Regions from separate parts of the Ovis aries genome. Here region 2 is linked to region 1. A link is a contact called in public Hi-C data. All regions are on one chromosome and are shown on one strand. Each heading gives the region's core, a stretch centred on a gene start, on an enhancer-like site or on the middle of the called end of the contact. The rest is flanking DNA. Distances are from core to core; before and after follow the strand shown.

The links. A called contact is a pair of places that touch in the nucleus more often than the background predicts.
Region 2: a Hi-C map of tail adipose tissue shows a contact between it and region 1, with 4 times the contacts expected there. The contact joins the promoter of ELL2 here to the promoter of RFESD in region 1. A contact is called at or near these places in 2 of 16 Hi-C or Micro-C datasets (hypothalamus and tail adipose tissue).

The regions. Positions count from the first base shown.
Region 1 is chr5:92,604,543-92,611,063 of ARS-UI_Ramb_v3.0, forward strand. RFESD (Rieske Fe-S domain containing) reads left to right here and starts at 3,294. Exons shown (of 5, transcript XM_060416026.1): 1 at 3,294-3,356; 2 at 5,131-5,758.
Region 2 is chr5:92,912,489-92,919,850 of ARS-UI_Ramb_v3.0, forward strand. ELL2 (elongation factor for RNA polymerase II 2) reads right to left here and starts at 5,640. Exons shown (of 12, transcript XM_027970525.2): 1 at 5,353-5,640. The coding sequence starts at 5,508. LOC114115026 (a long non-coding RNA gene) reads left to right here and starts at 5,785. Exons shown (of 6, transcript XR_003589533.3): 1 at 5,785-5,826.

The DNA of each region.
Region 1 (6,521 bases), core at 2,044-4,543:
TATGGGTTCCTGCTGTTAGCTCGTGCCCTGTGCCAGGTAGGCTGGGCACATAGCTTTGTGTGTGTCTCAGAAGTTGAGAGAGGTGGTTTATTCTGCCACCCACTATAGTTTTCCAAGCATTTCATATTTTCACATGACCAACCATATTAATACTTTAGGTAAAGATATAAGAAACTTTTTCATGTCTTTCGCTTTTGTGTACCCATGAGTGATCTGCTGTGATCCCAACCTGACCACATATCTGCTGAGGTCTTCAATTAATTCAAAATCAGATTTAAGATCAGTGGATCTAAGATGTGTCTTATTTTAATGCCCCTGCGTGCACGCATGCATGCTTAGTTGCTTCAGTCACGTGCAACCCTTTTCGACTCCATGGATGGTAGTCCTCCAGGCTCCTCTGAGGTCCATGGGATTCTCCAGGCAAGAATACTGGAGTGGGTTGCCATTCCCTTCACCAGAGGATCTTCCATACTCAGAAATCAAACCCATGGTTCTTACGTCTCCTGCATTGGCAGGTCGGTTCTTTACCACTAGAGCCACCTGGGAAGCTCCTTAATGCCTAAACTGTAACAAAGCAAAAAAGAACTTTTCATTAAAAGTGCTTATATGGTTCTTCAATGACTCAAGCTGAGTATTGCTAACACACTCCATGTGCTGGCAAAATAATCTGAGACAGTTAACAGATAATTTAAATTATAATAAACCCAAATATATTTTATTATCACTTTGGTAAAGCATGAAGTTCCCTAGTGGTCCAGTGGCTAAGACTTTGCATTCCCAAAGCAGGGGGACCTCGTTTGATCCCTGGTCACAGAACTAGCTCCCCAGTGCTTCCAGGGTATGGCCCCCTTAAAAAATAGCTAGGTACACAAATTCATTATTCTGAGCTTCTCAATCTTTTACACATTTTGGCGTATAGAGGGGAAAAAAGGCATTTATATGGCATACTGGGGTCAATGAACTAGGTCCCGGGGTTTCAGCTGCCCCTGACCCATTGGGCCTCTCTAGCATCTTCAATCAGTATGTCAGCATGTTAAAAGCAGACTGTGGCTTTCAACCTTAAAGTTGCACTGGAATCACTGAGGAACTTAGAAAAAAATATGTTGATTTCCTCTCCTCCCATGACCCCTAGAGATTTATTAGATTGGTCTAGAATCATGACTCCCAGGTGACTAAAGTGTGACCAAAGAACCACTGTATTAGAAGACAGCCAGGGAAACTTTAAAAACCTATCAGACTCACACATGTACCCCAATATTCAGAGCAGTATGAATGTGAGAGCTGGACTATAAAGAAAACTGAGCACCGAAAAATTGATGCTTTTGAGCTGTGGTGTTGGAGAAGACTCTTGAGAGTCCCTTGGACTGCAAGGAGATCCAGCCAGTCCATCCTAAAGGAAACCAGTCCTGCATGTTCACTGGAAGGACTGATGTTGAAGCTGAAACTCCAATACTCTGGCTACCTCATGCAAAGAGCTGACTCATTTGAAAAGACACTGATGCTAGGAAAGACTGAAGGCAGGAGACGAAGGGGACAACAGAAGATGAGATGGTTGGATGGCATCACTGACTCCTAGATGTCCATCAACAGATGAATGGATAAAGAAGATGTGGTACACATATACAATGGAATATAAGCGATAAAAAAGAACAAATTTGAGTCAGTTCTAGAGAGAGGGATGAACCTAGAGCCTGTCATACTGAGTGAGATAATTCAGAAAGAGAAAAAATAAATGTATTATATTAACGCATACATATGGAATTTAGAAAAATGATACTGACGAACCTATTCACAGGGAAGGAATGGAGACACAGGTATACAGAAGGGACTTATGGACACAGTGGAAGGAAAGACTGGGACAAAAGGAGAAAGTTACTCTGACATATGCACTAACGTGTAAAAGAGATAACTGGTGAAAATTTGCCATATAACACAGTAAGCCCACCTTGACGCTCTGTGAAGACCTAGAGGGGTGGGAAGTGGGGATGGATGGGATGCTCAAGAACGTCGGCATATGCGTGTAATATGGCTGATTTTTATAAAGCAGTTTTCCTCCAGTTAAAAATATAAAAACCTATCAGACTCATCTAGCTTCCAACTTTGAACACATGCACGTGTGTGGGTTTTTTGTTTTGTTTTTTCCTCACAGAAACATAAATAGAAAAAAACAAAGTTGCAAAGTTCAAAAGATGAGAGTGAAACCCATCTCCTCCCCCCCCAAGTTTAAAGACCCAATTTTTTAAGCTTATGTGCATATATCTACATTATTTGTATCTAGAGAAATAACTTTTATTTACCCCCAAAGAAAGCATACTACACAGTATTCCATACTTTGTAACAAATTCATTCATTACATCATGAACCGTGCTGGTGAGTATGTGGTTAGAAAGTAATTCACATGTCTACATTGTATTTAACCACTTCCCAGCTGAGGCTCATTTGAGCTCTTGTCACTTTTCTGGCAATAAACACCATTATACATTATATGCTGGAGAAGGCGATGGCACCCCACTCCAGTACTCTTGCCTGTAAAACCCCATGGGCGGAGGAGCCTGGTAGGCTGCAGTCCATGGGGTCGCTAAGAGTCGGACACGACTGAGCGACTTCACTTTTCCCTTTCATGCATTGGAGAAGGAAATGGCAACCCACCCCAGTGTTCTTGCCTGGAGAATCTCAGGGACGGCGGAGCCTGGTGGCCTGCCGTCTCTGGAGTCGCACGGAGTCGGACACGACTGAAGCGACTTAGCAGCAGTAGCATACATTATATGCATCGTGATGAACTCCTATTAAATATTTTTGTGAGGTAAATTTCTGGAAGACAGACTCCGGGTGAGTTCAATAAACACCATTATACATTGACTATATGCATCATGACAAACTAAATATTTTATGAGGTAAATTTCTAGAAGACAGACCCTGAGTGAGTTCAATAAACACCATTATACATAGATTATACGCATCGTGACGAACTCTAGTAAATATTTTTATGAGGTAAATTTCTAGAAGGAAAACCCCCGGGTGAGTTCAAAATCTAGATAAATGTGATGAGCTCAGCAAACGTTTTAAAATGAAGTGGGGGAGCCCACGTCGGTAAAACACACGATTGAGACGGTCAGCTCAGAGGTCCCGGCGGAGCGCGGCGAGCCGGCGGCCGCGGTCAGGCAGGGTCAGCAGCCCGCGACGCCTCAGAGGCCGCCCCGGGGGCGGGCGCGCTCGGGTCACGTGGGCGGTGGCGCCCCGCCCCGCCCGGTCACGCGGAGCGCCACGCGGCCGCCGGCTTCCCTGGCCGGTTCAGTATCCTCACGCGGCGGCGCTGCGGCCGGGTCTCGCGGAGGTGGGGCAGGGACTCAGGGAAGGTAAGTTCTGTTCCCGGCGCGGGCCTGGGCGGCCTCTCGCGGGGCGGGGCTCGCGAGACTAGCCACTTCCGGCCGGGCGGCGGGCCCGGGGCTCGGGCTTCCGGTGGCGCAGGAGACTGGGGGTGGGTTCGCGGTTGCAGTGCTGCATTTCATCCTGGGTCTTCTGAGCGCTGCGGTCCCGCCGCCCTAGACGCAGCTCTCCTTAACGATGAACCCCCAGCACAGGCTTCTGCCCGGGCACTGCGGGCCCATCGAGCTTGTTCACCGTCAAGGCTGGTCCTCACTCCGGACCTGCAGCTTCCGTTCAGTTCAGTTGCTCAGTCGTGTCCGACTCTTTGCGACCCCATGGACTGCAGCACGCCAGGCTTCCCCGTCCATCACCAACTCCTGGAGTTTACTCAAACTCATGTCCACTGAGTGGGTGATGCCATCCAACCATCTCATCCTCTGTCATCCCTTTCTCCTGCCTTCAATCTTTCCAGCATCAGGGTCTTTTCAAATGAGTCAGTTCTTTGCATCAGGTGGCCAAAGTATTGGAGTTTCAGCTTCAGCATCACTCCTTCCAATGAATATTCAGGGCTACTTTCCTTTAGGATGGACTGATTGAATCTCCTTGCAGTCCAAGGGACTCTGAAGAGTCTTCAATACCACAGTGAAAAAGCATCAGTTCTGTGCTCAGCTTTCTTTATAGTCCAGCTCTCACATGCATACATGATTACCGGAAAAACCATAGCCTTGACTAGACGGACCTTTGTTGGCAAAGTAATGTCTCTGCTTTTTAACAGCCGCTTCCCTGGTCCATTTTTTAACAAGCTTTCCTGGCATTTGGCTTCCCTCATAGCTCAGTTGGTAAAGAATCCGCCTGCAATCTTCAGGAGACCCTGGTTCGTATTCCTGTGTCGGGAAGGTCCACTGGAGAAGAAATAGGCTAGCCAGTATTCTTGGGCTTCCCGGGTGGCTCAGCAGGTAAAGAATCCGTCCACAATGCGGGAGACCTGGGTTCGATCCCTGGGTTGCAAAGATCTCCTGGAGAAGCGAAAGGCTACCCGCTCCAGTATTCTGGCCTGAAGAATTCTAAAGAATCGGAGAGGACTGAGCGACTTTCACTTTTCTTAGCATTTGTGCTCTGAAATGTATGAAACTTGCCCCAGGGTTGCCGCAGCCCCAGCCGTCTTGGGTATCCGACTCCTGAAGTCTGCAGGCAGAATGATCACCCATGTCTTGATAGCCACGCTCTGGTTGTCTTTTCGGTTCTTGAGCTTGGTGTTGACAACTGCAGGTTGTCTTGACTCAAACGTTGAACACAGCTTGAAGTCCTTGCCCATAGGCTGTCAGAGCTGGCAGGACCCTTAAGAGATGACCGCCACGGTGATTGCAGAGTTTCCCACCCCCAGGACCCACCCTGGACACTTGACTGTCCTGAGACGTTTGTCCCTACCACTGCACTTAGTGCAGGTCTGCGTTATAGTCGCACACACTGCATCGCAGCGACATTAGCCGACTTCTCACAAGTCAGGCAGAGCTGGGGGTTCAAACCCAGGTGAGTGCAGCTGCTACTGTAAGGTCTCTAATGTCGCAGACGACACCTGCGGATTCCAGGACTGGCTGCGCAACTCTTAAATTATTAGGGAAGATGGTGACTGTAGCCATGAAATTTTAAAAGACACTTGCTTCTTGGAAGAAAAGCTGTGACCAACCTAGACAGCATATTAAAAAGCAGAGACATTACTTTGCCAGCAAAGATCCATCTAATCAAGGCTATTGGTTTTTCCAGTGGTCATGTATGGATGTGAGAGCTGGACTATAAAGAAAGCTGAACACCGAAGAATTGATGCTTTTGAACTGTGGTGTTGGAGAAGACTCTTGAGAGTCCCTTAAACTGCAGGGAGATCCGACCAGTCCTTCCTAAAGGAAATCAGTCCTGGGAATATTCATTGGAAGGACTGATGTTGAAGCTGAAACTCAAATACTTTCACCACCTGATGCAAAGAACATACTCATTGGAAAAGACCCTGATGCTGGGAAAGATTGAAGGCAGGAGGAGAAGGGGAGGGCAGAGGATGAGATGGTTGGATGGCATCACCAAAATGATGGACATGAGTTTGAGTAAGCTCTGGGAGTTGGTGATGGACAGGGAGGCCTGGTGTGCTGCAGTCCATGGGGTCGCAGAGAAGGACACGACTGAGCGACTGAACTGAACTGATTTCGTTTCAAACATTTGTTGACACGAGTCTTGCACATTGGCTTTCCTAAATTAAAAAAAATTCAAGACCATCATCTAAGGATATATATATGTGGAGGGTACACACAAACATCTTTGCGAAAAGGTTTTGTACCTTCAAGATAGTGTATATGCGTGCCACCTATTTTTATAAATCCGTGGATGCTACTTAGATAAAATGGTAAGATTTATATATCAGTCTTCACAAAGTTTAGACATAAGACCTAAGTTTGAATCTTCTCTGTGATTTTGTGAGTTTGGGCAAGCTTTTGTGAAAGTCCTTTACCCTTAGTTTCCTCATCTGGAAAATAGGCATTTTTTCCTGGGGATTAATGAATTCATATATGCAGAGTCCAAGCACTTGGCACTCACTAAAGGTAGCTAGTTTTATCTATTATTCTGCCAGACAAAGAAATCTAAAGCTATGGCATTTCTCATCTCTGAACCTAAAATAAAGGTGTCACCTTGGAGTTTTGCATTCTGATAAGTGTAGATCAAGTCCCCAGACTCAGTAAAAGCAACTTTGTGCTTTTCAGCTCAAGAATAAGAAGAAATTCCTTTAACTTCATGTTTCTTTTGTCCCCACTGTCTTATAGAAACTTAAGTTATGCTGAAAAAGATTCCCTATGCCGGAAAGGTATCTAATAGAGACAGAGGATTCATTTAGCCAATTAGTAATTTTATGTGGTGTTAGCACCTTTAGAAACCTAATTTTAGGTACAGTCCAAAAAATATCTCTTGAAGAGAACTGTGGAACAAAATGACTCAACATTTCTTTACGCAGTTTTCTTCTAGCTCCAATACTGAGTAATGCAGTTTAAGTTTTCATTTCATTTTCTTACTTTAGGAGTCTACTATCTTAAAGCTGACTCAACACAGAGAAAATGTGTAGGAGCATATGAATAGTGCATCAAAGTAACAGTAATTAAAGTGAACACAGTGAC
Region 2 (7,362 bases), core at 4,390-6,889, 310 kb after region 1:
TCTCTTCTTGAACACGGTCCAATCCTTCACATATGTTCTTTCTTCCTCTTCTCAATTCTGGTGCCAAGGTTCCCCGTCTATCCCTTCAGGCAATCTGGCCACTGCTTTTCACTAGGAGGAGCACCCTTCTTTGCATTGAACACCTGATCATCTGAATAAACTTTTCACTTATTGCAAAATGGGGCACAGATTTGACTTTACTTGATACAAAGCTTTTTTCAGATCAAGTTCAGCCTCAAGATGGGTTTAAGTTAAAGTCAGTAAGATTAACCTATTTAAATTAAAACTGGCTATGTGAAAAAACTGCAACAGAAGGAATCTGCTAAGGCAAACCTCACTGTTTCACTTAGTAAGTGTGTCAGCAGCAGTGGCAGCTGTGTTGGCAGGTCTGGATGCTTGAGTGGTGCCCTTAAGAACAGGTTCTTCTGTATTTATAACAGCAGATTATTGAACACACGCGTACACATTCAAAATTGTTTGAGGGCAGGCACAAAAAAGGAAGAGACAGGAAAAAGTAAGGCATGTGTCTTTTTGTGCCTTAAACCACGATGAATCAAACACTGATATCTTTACTTGGTAAAAAGAAAGGAGAGGAGAGGATATCTCCTACCCCATGACCTGTGGGATGAGTGATTTCATAAGATCATGGAACACATTAAAGGGAGCTATGATGAAGGACAGTAACTTCAGAGGTTTAAATAAGACTTTATGCTTTGACTGGAAGTAACAGAATCTGGTAATACTGAACAAGACTGAATTCCTCATACAAAATTAAATGTAAGTGTATTTACACACATTTTCAAAATACTATCATTTTCCTAGAAGACACTCATACAAGCAGGAAAATTTATTTAAAGCCAATAACTGGGGTTAACAAAATAATGCGTTAACAGAACCCTTAAAGCATCTCCTTTCTCATGCTCAGGCATAGAGAATGAATGTCTCCTGCCTTGAGATGCATCTTTTCGAGACATTTATGTAATAGTTGGACAAACGTCATAGTATTATTTGAGCCACCACCTTTGAAACTTTAAGTAAACATTAAAAAAAAAAAATCAAACAGGCTCAGCAATGGCAGATTCTGAAAACAATATTTTGATAAGGTTTTTGTTACTGCAAAATTACTTACTCAAATGTCAAAATAAAGCCAGCTACACATTACTGAAGGAATTGGCTAAGGTAAGTTTTAGAATTCTGAGGTTTGATTTAAAACACTTTTAGGATATATCTGGGAGAAATATGTAATTATAGTAACATATAAAATGTATTTAAATGTATAGGGATTTAAAGTAAAATTAAATCATTTAAAATGCATAGGGATTATATAGACCATAAATTCAGACATGAATTTAGAATGACTATGAAGTTGTAATATGTGATTTTATTTAGCAACTTTAACTTCATTCAAAATAAACTATGGGGGAAAAAAGTAGCTTTGAAATATATACTAAATATCTATATCAGTATTCTGAGTTCATTCTGCAAGCCATGAAAATAACTTTCTAATTAATACATTTTTGTATATAATCAACTGGAAACTGTTTCTGTATTCAAACTGAGTGAAAAACAACTTTTAGGAGATATTTACTCCAGCTATAACTCCCATTCCTGAACTCACAATGTCTCTATCCCCCACCCTAATCTCCGTTTAAAAGGTTCCCAAATAGCATTCTTCATTTCTTCTCTAAAAATAGAAAACTTGAGTAATGAAGGTCAATTAGGTTTGTTTGTCTTGAAACAGTGAGGAATTGTTTCCAATTAAAGATTCTGTTTCCATGGACTCTAATAATTTCAGATACTTGCCCAATTACATCTAGAGAACTTCTGTATTTAGCCTAAGTCATAGCTTCCTATAATTCCTGAATGTACCTCCCTGAAGTCTTAGGTCAAGTAGGTTAATTTAGGAAAATCCAATACAAAATAATCTGGATAAAAGTAACTCTGATACTTAATTTAGGAAATTAACCTCTTGAAGTTTCTGGGTCTTAGAAAATCATCACAAGAGGAATAACAGTCATAACCTTGCATAGGCCAACACCTGGGAGGCCACTTGTCAAGCATCAAGCACCTTCCTATCAAGTACAGGAATGATAAAGTTTCACATAAGAGGTTAAAGCTATCCTGCCTCTCCTCCCCAGGAGAGAACAGAATTCCAAATGCAGCTACAATTTAAAGTTAGGAGCCCTACTTTGATAAGTGTGGAAAGTGTAACAACCCAAGTATGTATCGTTCTCCTGGAGGATAAAAGCTGGGCCGTCTGCCCACTGCTGGCAACTTTATGGTGATGGGGGAGCCCTGGTCCTGCCTGAGTCAGGAGAGGCCCTGAGGATACCTCTGTGGGAGGTTTGGCTGAACACACCATTTTTCAGCTGTCAGAAGTTTCCAGTCTCACCCCGATTCCTGCTTTTTTCAAGTCCCTTAAAATGTTTCTGTGGCCAAAGAGACAGTCAGGCCTGGGGACAGAACTGGTTAAGTCAGAAACAAGGCTGGAACCAATTGCAACCGTCAAATCAGCTTATTTCTTCCTGCTCTCCCTGCATACTGTATCACCCTTCCAGAAGAAAAGGCACCCAAGGACTACACTCAGAAAGGGAGAGGAGCTTGGAAAAGTCTTCTGTGGTTCCCTTCTCTGCCTCTGCACAGACTGACCAGGCCTCTTAATTTGCATACACAGAGATGGAAACAGACAGTAATAATATTAATAGGCAATAGAAGTAGTCAGGAGTAAGGAAAGCCATTGACTTTGGTACCTTTGCCTATAAAGTGAAAATAAATAATCAAGAACTAAGCAGTGGGATGGAAGAATTTTTTATCTATTTCTTAAGACAATGGCATATAAATGTGGGGGCTTTTAGACCCAAACTTTAATCCCAAGCACAAAGCGCTAAGGTGTAGGAGGCAGAAACCAAGGGAGGAAAACAAATAGCACTCTCTTCTTGGGCCCCAGCAGCCATGTAGGTCAGGGAGCACTGGGGGCTCCTCTGTCACCTCGCTCTCCTGAGGGGGGTGGGGGCACTCCTTCCCTGTGTGGGCCTCCTCACCCATCTCTTTCTTCCCTCTGATCCAGGGCCTGTCAATCTTACTGTAATCAGCTGTACAGTTTGCCAGTTGTCCCCCAAGATGGCTGGCCGAACTACTGCCCCCAGAGATGCCTCTCCCCACCCCTGTGTGTCAGCCTTTATCTGCTCCCTGGGTCTGTTTCTGACTGCAGGTTGGCCTCCTCCGGCGGACTCCTTCCTCTCTGGTTTCTGAGCGTTTTTTTCCTCTTTACATACCCTGACCTACCTTCTTCCCTCTGTCATTGCTTCCACGCCCTCCCCTAGGAACAGAGAGAGGCTTATCTCTCCATCTTGCAGGGCTGAGTTTCTCTCCACTGTCTGCCCCTGTTCCTCTGCCTGCCTATCTGGCTTCCCGCACCCGCACTCCATGCTGGTGCTGCTCTCTCCCCTGCAGATGCACCTGTCTGGGAGTAGCTACTGACACAAGCAGTTTTTCTGTCTTTATTTCCTCGCCTTCCTACTGCTGGGTGGTCACTGACTTCCCAGTCATACTTGAGACCTTTTTCCCCTCTGAGATTTCACAGGTGTGTGCAAGGCTTCTCCTTGTGCATGCCTTCCTCCCTCCACTCCTGGATCTGAGGGTTTTTCACCTGTACAGTCTCTGGTGGGTAACACATATGCCCTGGAATGTACATCCATGCATCCACTCTGTGAGTGCCATCTGCGGGCATGTCCCTGAGTCTGCTGCTGTTTACATGGAAGGTGAGCTCAGGCACTTCTCAAGCTGTGCACACCCGCACGCCTCCCCCTGTGCGCATCCTTAGGTATGGGGGCGTCTCTGAAGGTTGTCCCCCCTGGTTAAGGCTCCCAGGTTCACATCTCTCCTGCCATTTTTGCCTGCTGCTCTGGGCCTTCCTTCGAAGCATTTAAAGTGCCTGGCACTAGTGGGAGCTCAACAGATGTTAATTCCTTTCTCCACTTTTATCTGAAAAACTGTGTGTGTCCGGGTGTCCTCCTGGCCTCTGCGCCTGCTTTATGAGATCAGTTAATCGGTGCGTGTTTCCGTGGCATGGGCTCGGCTCTTTGTCGGGATGCCCTGCGGGTTCTCTGCTCCACGGATGTCTCTCTTCTCCGAGCGACTGTTAAGCGATTTCTCAGATGATCTCTGCCTTCCCTTTCGCGATGCGTCCACTCTGCCTCCCTCACCCACACACGGTACTGCATGGCCATAAACGGCGTCCCCAGCACTCCGCTTGCTGCGTCCCTTCGCAGTGCCTTCCAAGCTCTCTCTCACTTTTTTTCCCCCTAAAACCTGCAAACGCGTTCCTTGGTGTGTCCTCTACAATCGCTGAGTCTGTGAGCCTTCGCTATGCTCGAGTTGTGTGTGTCTGTGTCCACGCTCTCTCCGGAAGGCGGAGCGGGGTGCGACACCCGAGTCTGCCCAGAATGCAGTGTAACCACCTCCCCCCAAGCCCTGCACCCCGACACCCCGATGCTGGTCTCTCTCTAGGTCAGTGAGTCAGCCCCAGCCGCGAGCGACGCGTCTTTGGGGGATGAGGAGCCACCGAGAATCCTTCTCTCTAGGGGACCGAGGTCCTTGCTCCCGGGTGAGCGCTGGGTGTGTGTGTGTGTGACTCCCCGGTTCTCTGGGAACGCCCGTGTGCCCTCCTCCGCCCGCGTACGCGGAGCGCCCGTATCAGCCTCTGAGAGTACACGGTGGGCACCCACCCCACCCGCCCCTCCACGCCCCGTACGCGGCCGCCCATGTGTCCCCAAGTCCCTGCGGGTAAAGTGTGTGTCCCACCTTCACACGCGGAGCGCCTGGGTCCCGGGCTCTCCGCGGCTCTACGGTTGGGACGCCCCCCACCCCCCGAAGCGGACGGCTAGTGCCAGCCGGTCCTCTCGGTTCGGCGTCTGGACGCTGCCCTCCTCCCATCCACCCCCAAACGTCGTGGGGGCAGAGGAGCCATTTCACTCATCTCTTCCCTGGTTGCCTCTCTCCCTCAGCGGGACCGAAAAGGCTAGAAAAGCCCCGCGGGCGCCGTCGGAAAGTCCCCGCAGCGCAGGGGCTGCGGCGGCCTCGGCCCCGCCGCCAGGGGCCGCCCGCCCGCCCGCTCGCCCGCTCGCCTCCCCCGGCCACACGCCCCGGCGCCTGGCCGGCCCCGGACGGCGGCGGCCGTCAGCCACCCTCGCCCGGCCCTGCCCTGCCCCGCCGCGGCGCGCGCGGACGGCAGCCGAAGCGAGTCACCGCTCCGCCAGCCCCGAGCCAGGTGCAGCCGGGTCGGTCAGGGGGCGGCGCGGCTGGGCGGCCGGGGACGCCCTTTCCCCCCTGCTCTCAGCCGCCCGGCCTCACCTTGTGGCTCTGGTAGGTCTCGAGCGCGCGGATCGCCGTCTCGGTGAGCTTCACATGCAGTACGGTGATGTGGTCCTGTCCCAGCCTCCCGCACGACAGCCCGTACCGCTGCTCTTCCCGCAGACCCGCCGCCGCCGCCGCCCCCCCCGCCGCCATCTTAAACTCCCCGGGGTGCCGCCGCCGACGCCGCTCGGGCTCCAGCCTCCACTGCGGCCGCGGCTGCTCGGGCGTCTGCAGCCGCCGCCACAGCTACGGCCATCCCGCTGCTGACGTACTGTCATATACTGCGCGCAGGCCAGACCTCCGGCGGCCACCGCCGCCGCCCGCCCCGCCCTCCGGCCTCCTGCCCCGCCCCTGGCTCGTCTCATTGGACCCCGGGGCTCCTCAGGACCGCCCTTATTGGCCACCTCCCACTCTCACGGGGCGGAGCCCAAAGTAGCCGGAGTTTTGCTCCCGGGACGGGACGTCCGAGAGGTGAGAGGCTGACGTCGAGGTGACGCACCAACTTAATCACACCTGACGTCACGCCTGATCGGCTTGCTTCACGGGCGGCTGTTGGCCAGGCTGGTTTGGGGGTGTGTGTTGGGGAAATCTCCTGCTAATTTAGGGTGTCCAGGTTGCCTGGTCTGACTCCCTGGAGGCCGAGCTCCGCCCCTTGTGGGGGTACTCAGAGGTGGGAGTGTAGTGGAGGAGACTCTTCCTGCGCTGGTGGTCCTTGGGGAGGGAGATTCCCTACCCCAAATTGATGGCCAAGTAAAGACTTCGTTCCCCGACGGCTGCTTTAGCCTGTGGAGTAGGATGTGTGCGTGTGAGGGAAGATCGCAGTCACTTGTGGAGAGTTGCTCCTCAGAACTCACCGCTTTGATGAGCGGCTGGAACTGGGGAGGAGGACGCTCTTCCTCGTCATCCTTTCGCCCGAAATTTGAAATTAGCGAGTTGGCCCCTGGCTTTGAAGAATTCTGCTAGATTGTGTGAAGCCTCTTAACGAACGTGAAGCTAGTTTAGGAACCGGTACCTGAGGCTTTGGTGCGGTGGGCACAGCAGAAAACGGAAATTGAAGGGTTTTCCCACGCCGTGCCCGGTTGCCATCCCGGAGAAATGTATTCCGTTCCTTTGAAATTCTCCAAAGTAGGAGCAGGGTTATGTATAAATTATGCATGCACGCATGGGACTTGGGGCGGAACTTAGGGTTTTCCTTTCGAAGGGCAGTAGGAGAGTTTAAGTGGCCTTCACTTATATTAAGAGACACAGCGACATCATGCCCTGGTTTCGTCTGGGTTCTGTCCGTTTCATCTGACAGGGAGGTGTTTGAGCTGTTGCTGTTAAGTGGAGGAGACCGGCGCGTGAGGGGGTGAGGAGGCTGGGCGCACATTCCGTTCCTTGCGACGCTCCGTGTGTGGGCGTGGCTAAAGGAAGACGCCTAAGCCCGAGCGCTTTTCAGCGCGGCGTGTGGATCCACTGGACAGGCTTCCGGTCAGACGATGAGTTAACCGGAGATCAGCGACACCAGATATTAAAAAAGCAAACTATTCAAAGGCATGAAACTACTGCAAGGTCTTTTTTTTTTCAATTACTTAAAAAAATTTGAGACGCTTTTTTGTTTCCCTCAGATTGTAAAACTCCGTTGCGTTGACTGGGATGTCCCCAGGAAAAATGTATAGGTATTTAATCAGTGTTTCCCATACTTTTAAATTGGATAGTGCCATTATTTTTTTCCAGGCAGTTCCAAGTGGGAGTTTTCCATGATTCACCTCCCGCTTTTAATCAATCCCCTACCGTTCATGTACACTACCTCGCGTTTCAGACCCTTGAGCCTTACAGATGACAGAACAGATTACAGATTCGTTCTGTAAACAAATTACTGAACGAATCCTCCTTGCATAGAATATGGGTTAAGTGGAAACGCCTGTATTAAGTGTTGTTACGCCACAGGAAAGCATTTTTGAAATGGACTTAATTTCAATCCACTAGATTCTGCTTGCTGTTAAGACATGATTAACACTTGTTAAT